2 separate regions of the Mus musculus genome follow, and region 2 is linked to region 1. Evidence: chromatin contacts called from public HiChIP or PLAC-seq data. All regions are on one chromosome and are shown on one strand. The core of a region is the stretch at or near the end of the contact, and the rest is flanking DNA. Distances in the headings are between cores, read along the strand shown.

What was found. HiChIP or PLAC-seq counts read pairs in DNA pulled down with a chosen protein or histone mark.
Region 2: a contact with region 1 is called in a CTCF HiChIP or PLAC-seq map of the NIH/3T3 cell line, with 7 read pairs. The contact joins two enhancer-like sites. A contact is called at or near these places in 1 of 15 datasets of contacts at CTCF or cohesin (the NIH/3T3 cell line), 2 of 484 Hi-C or Micro-C datasets (bone marrow-derived macrophages and embryonic fibroblasts) and 1 of 9 other capture datasets (embryonic stem cells).

Annotation. Positions count from the first base shown.
Region 1 is chr10:96,130,863-96,133,874 of GRCm38.p6, reverse strand. No RefSeq gene overlaps it. Among named protein-coding and RNA genes, the nearest start is that of Gm40746, 49 kb to the left of the region's middle. Within about 2 kb of position 1,549, at least 52 of the 459 cell types and tissues checked have an H3K27ac peak or open chromatin away from gene starts, as enhancers often do. A contact at or near this core is called in the NIH/3T3 cell line, where this site is marked.
Region 2 is chr10:96,805,036-96,808,200 of GRCm38.p6, reverse strand. No RefSeq gene overlaps it. Among named protein-coding and RNA genes, the nearest start is that of Gm33897, 91 kb to the right of the region's middle. Within about 2 kb of position 1,425, at least 40 of the 459 cell types and tissues checked have an H3K27ac peak or open chromatin away from gene starts, as enhancers often do. A contact at or near this core is called in the NIH/3T3 cell line, where this site is marked.

The DNA of each region.
Region 1 (3,012 bases), core at 300-2,799:
TAAATGCATAATTTTGTGCTGGGCCACATTAAGTTATCCTGGGATGCATGTGGCACATGGGTGAGTTAGAGATAGCTGCAGGGCCGAAGTCATAAAGCCAGAAACTAGCTGACTGGATTTCAAACAAAAGCATGAAGGCTCCTCATGCCAGCCTATGTGCAGACAACTCAGGCATCTGGGTAGAGTGATTCCCCAAATCTTTAAAATGAAACTGGCCCTGAAGACTCTTCCTAAGACAAGCAGTCATGAGTGTGAATCTTGCCACTTATCTTGAAAAGCATGATTCTCTCTGGTTGCTATCTACTTCAAAAAGACTTAAAAATATACAAATAAAAATATTTTTATTTATTAATTTGTTTATTTATTTATTTATTTATTTTTCCCATTTTTTATTAGGTATTTAGCTCATTTACATTTCCAATGCTATACCAAAAGTCCCCCATACCCACCCACCCCCTACCCACCCACTCCCCCTTTTTGGCCCTGGCGTTCCCCTGTACTGGGGCATATAAAGTTTGCCTGTCCAATGGGCCTCTCTTTCCAGTGATGGCCGACTAGGCCATCTTTTGATACATATGCAGCTAGAGTCAAGAGCTCCGGGGTACTGGTTAGTTGATAATGTTGTTCCTCCTATAGGGTTGCAGACCCCTTTAGCTCCTTGGCTACTTTCTCTAGCTCCTCCATTGGGAGCCCTGTGATCCATCCATTAGCTGACTGTGAGCATCCACTTCTGTGTTTGCTAGGCCCCGGCATAGTCTCACAAGAGACAGCTACATCTGGGTAAAAATATTTTTGTTCCATCAACCTTATGCATATTTTTTTTACATTCCTAGACTGGCAAGATTTCTCTTTGTCTATAGATCTGCCCTCTTGGAAAGTCTTCCTCCCTCCTGTGACATGGAAGGATCTTGGTCTTTTTTTTTTTCTTAGTTGGAAGCAAAGAAAGCAAAGTACTGAAGAAACAGCTTGCATCACCAAACACCTAAAGATACATCATGAATTTATACCTTTAATATATCTTACAGCCTGCAAGACAGAAACTGGGTAAGCCTTCCCATGCATAAGGAAGTGTGTCTGGGGATATTGGGTACTGCACTTAATGTCATGTATGCAGAGAGTTGATCCTTTTCCTTTCTCCCTAATTTGTCTGTCTTTCCCTCCTTTTGTTCTCTCAGAAAGCCCACCACTTCAGAAAGTCTAAAGAGATAGGGGCTTATGAGAGTCAGATAAAAAATATTTTGAAAGGGATAGTCATGCATTTCCTGGCTTTGGAGAGGTCTTGGTGGTGTGCTCTTAGATGTTGTGATATTAGTTAGGATCAACACCCTGCCATTGGGCATGGGGTCTCTGGAATCTTCACTCCTGGGTGTAGCTGGAGGAGAATGCGTTCTGTGTGTCTGTAACCAGAAAGGGTAGAATGCTAAAGCCGGTCTAATTAAGGCCAGTCTGCCTGTCCATGACTGTCTGTCAGACTTGAGTCTGGCCTGCCTAGTGCAGTGGAAACAAGTGGGTTTTTTTTTTTTTCCTCCTTTTTCCTCATGTTTTAACTGTGTGAGGTTACAGTGCCACCATGTGGATCCTCCGGTGTGAACCTGGATAATGAAGCTGGGGCTACAAAAGTGGTCACAGGCAACCTAAAAGACTTGGGAACAGGGACAGAAAGAGAAACCCGGTTTTTGAAAAGACACCGTGGTTCGTCAGGAAAAACAGAAGTCACGTCGGTCGGTCAAAAGATAATTTACATTCGTGAGCACCGCTTGGAGCCAAACAGACGCTAGTTGAAACTTACCAAACTGTCTTTACAGCCTCAGTTGCCTTGTCTGTGTAACGGGCACTGTAGTAGCTCCTCTAGGCTGCCGTTAGAATCAAAAGGCAGTGCACACAAAGTGCTCTCTGCCTGCCATGTCTGGTTGTTATGACTGAGCTAAGAAAGGAACTTCACAGCCTTATGCTGAACCGCAGTCCCGTGCTAGGACTCTCGACATTTTGCCCATGGTTTTACCTTGATTTAAGCCTTAACCATTTCACCTTCCCCTGCCTTTGACATGTGAGCTTTGCAGCAGTCAAATTTCAAATCATGTATTTCAAATCATGTTTCCATCATCTTGTAGCTTTGTAGCCTTGGGATATTTAAACCTTCTGAGCTGGGAAGCTGTGTGGTGATGCTGGCCCTTTGTTCCAGCATCCAGGGTATGGAAGCAAGAGGCTACCCTCTTGTTCAAGGATATTCTCTGCTAGATAGTTAGTTAGACTCCAGTATGGACTCACAAGACCCTGCCTGGGGAAAATAAAAATAGGGAACAACAAAATCCTGAGTCCTGGTTTCCTTGTCTGTAAAATGGGGTTAAGAACCTGTTACAGAGGGAACTAGAGCTCGGGCACTCGAAGCTTCGGATGCAGTAACTTCAATGGTCATCAGTCTGCGCCCATCACTGTTACGGTCATGACTACACTACAGGACAGCACAGCCTCACCTTGACCTCCAAGTAACAAAACCTTTAAGTTCACCTTAACATCAAAGAGCGATTGAGGAACTAGACAGGAAGCAACTTCTGTGGTCTATTTACCTACACACCTCAATGTTGAGGTTCTGTGGTTTTTATAAGGTTATCTTCTCAAGGCTAAAAGTGCAGCTATGAACAGTTTACACCTCAGTGTTTTCAGTATTAAAGTGTATTTCATAGTCAAGGTTAATAGTGCCATGTGTTAGTAGCACACACCTTTAATCCCAGTACTCAGGAGGCAGAGGCAGATGGATCTCTGAGTTTGAGACCAGCCTGGTCTACATATAGAGTTCCAGGACAGCCAGGGCTACCTAGACAAACCCTGTCTTGAAAAGCAAACAAACAGAAAACAGAACAAAACAGTTACTACTCTGATGTCTTTAATTTATTTTACATGTCTTCATCTTCTGAGGCCCCAAATCCAGTCCTTTCAAATCAAGCAAAATCTTAGAACTAATGAACAGATTTAGACTTGATGAAGACAAAAACTCAATCGTATCCATCACCG
Region 2 (3,165 bases), core at 176-2,675, 670 kb before region 1:
CACCCTCCAAAAATCATGTTTTCCTGGACCTGCTTCTGTTTGCCACAGAGTTCTGTGAACCACATAATAAAGGGTACACTGAACTTTGCAATCAAATGTGTCAAAGAGCCAGTGCAGAGCGGAATATAATGTGCCACAGAAAAACAGTGAGAATGGACTTCAGACTTCATGCAGAGACGTACTAGAAGAAAGAGGAGGAAGAGAGAGGGAAAAGGACGCTGTTGGTTTCTAGCAGTGTGGACATAGAGACAACCCAAACACAAATGCATCTCAATGACTATGTCAAGTACCCAGCCACTAATAATTCCCAAGCAAAAACCCATTGGCAAAATTGAACAGGACCACCCATGAGCAGCTATGAAGCCCTTATCAAAAAACAATAAAAACTATAATATTATTCTCTTGATGAGAACACTCACAAGTAACACTAGAAAAATAGCTGGCATATATATATATATATATATATATATATAAAACCTTTCCCTCGACCTTTGTCTATGTCTGTCTATTTATACCAAACATGTGGAAGGCCAGTACCGTGCTTCTCTTCTCTTTGCTAAGGTAGACAATCTGGATTTATTTTGCATTTATCACCGTTAAACATTTTGGTTGAGCTTTACCCTAAAACCAATGTTATGATTCTCTTCACCTTGTCTGAGACTCAGCTCAGTCAGGAATGCAATCGGCTTCTTCCCCAGAAGCAAGGAGTTCTAAGGAGCAAGGTGAGACAGGAAGACAATCATGTTAAGAGGGTTTTTTTGTTTGTTTGTTTGTTTGTTTGTTTGTTTTAAATGTGCAGATTTTAATTTTGGTTGAACAACATAATGAAGTCTATTAAGATCTCAGCTTGTCTGTGAGACTTTTATTTCAATAGAGCCCTGTTGATTTGAAATCATACCTTTGTTTCAAAGGGCAAATTGTTCGAGTTATGTCGGCATTTTAAGGTTGTCTTTTTCTCCCCGATGGAAATATATTGTGTTTGACCAAAAGATGGTCTTCAATGACTAAAATAAAAAAATAACACAGAGAGGGTTGTTGCCGAGGTGCATTTACTTTAAACTATATGCAGTCTCTAAAGTACTTAGATGCATAAAGTTATTACCCCTATATTATTGCTATCTATCATCCCAACTGCTAATAAGATTCCTTAGATATGCTGAACTAAAGCGCTAAGCCATTGTTGAGGCTTTTCCTGTCATTCCACACTCAGCCACCTCTGGGGCGGGCTCCCTCCTTCTCGCCCCCCCCCCCCGCCCCCACTGCAGTTTCTTTCACTTGTGTAGACCCAGCGTTCACAGGAAAAAGAAGCCTAAGTGACAGCAAAGCCCAAGGCTTGGCTGATCAACCAAACAGGCCTGTGTGTCTTACTCCTGGGGAAGCCTATAACTATCAGAAACATTCTCCTCTCCTTAGTCATCTGTTAGTCAGGCCACGCTTGCCAGCCCCTTTCCTTCTCCTTTGGCACGAACATCTTCAGTTTCATCTTTGTCTGTGGTATATGTGGTGTAAAGTTGAAATGTATTTTGGACCTTGGTTACATTCTGCTTCACACACACTAAATCCATGTCTCCCTGTAACAGTTAAAATGAACACAGTTGCGACTGGAGAGATGGCTCAGCAGCTGACTACAGTTGTTACTTCTATAGAGGAGTGGAGTTTAGCACACAGTTCAGTTGATAAAACATTCTGTAACTCCCGCTCCAGGTGAGCATACATTCTCCTCTGGCTTCTAAGTCCTCATATATGCACACTTCACACATTCAGAGAGATACACGTGTACATAAATAAATAATAAACATCTTTTTTTTTAATTAACAGTTTTCATTTCTGGATCGATATAAATTGAACACTCTATTGATTCAAAAATTTGTGTATACTATTTCTTTTTAAATTTGTAATATTTATTGATTGATTTATTGACTGGTTTATTTATGTGATAGAGTAAGGCATGTCCCACAGCATATGTGTCAGTCAGAGAAAACCTCGTGGGAGTTCATTCTCTTGTTCTATTCTGTGGGTTACAGGGTTGAGCTTCTGTCCTCAGACCTAGCATCAAGCACCTTTATCCACTGGGACATCTCACTGGCCCCATTCTTGGTACTTTGAGAAAAGGTTTTCATCTGTATATTCTTCTATTTCCATTTAAATGCAAAATTTCCATTGTGTTTACGTAAGCAACTCAAATCATTGACATAGGAAGCAGTTCAGAGAGTATGGAAGTACGAATGAGGGATGTCTTCACAGATCACAATGTAATCTGTTCTATGCAGATGAACTCAACTTTTCACACCATCAGGATTTCATCACAAAAGATGGGCCTGCCTGAGATACTGCTCATGAAAAGTCAATAACTGCTTTTAAAACAAACATAATTCTGACTTTTGGGAAAAGCCCATCTATCTTTGTGGGCCTTTTTCTTCAAAGTAGCTTCTAATAATTGCAGATGAGTGTGTTTATTCCTTCAGTGAGGCACGTGTATTGCTTCTTAACATCTTCTAGGAGAAAGATTGGCAAGTTAGAGGAGATGAGTAGAATTATCTTCAAAATTTGTTTCATTTCTCATCTTTGTTTTTTGCTCTTTGAGTAATGCAAGTATGGAAAAAGTAGCATTTTGTATGTTAAAGCAGAGAGGATTTTAGAGCAGAAACCTAGCCCTGCTGTAAATTACAACACTTCAGGATTGCATGTTCCACATAATGAAGGACAAGAAAGGTTTTTTAATGAGTGTTCTAAAAGGGCATCACTCATAGCAATGACGGAGCTAGCCGTTTCATTACTGGTCTCATTAGTTCACATGAGTAATTTGAAGGATTATTCTCTGTTAATGTCAGAGAAGGAAACTGAGAGGCTTCGAAATGATACCAAGACACACAACATAAGGATTTTACCCTCTTGTTCCTGAGTGACCATTGGTTCATAAATCCAGCTAAGCCACCGAAAAAGTTTTCATCTAAGCTGAATACTCCATAAGACCACATACGAGAGATATTATTAAACTAAAAGACCTGATGTCTTAGGCCTCTTAATATATCTCCTCCCCGATTTTATGTTCCAGCTCCCAAGACTTTTGTATCCTATTTTGGGGTGCTGGAAATACCTTCAGCTTAGTGTCATATTTTTGCCTGAGTCCGATAATTTATTCCTAACTATACATGCTTCTCTCTG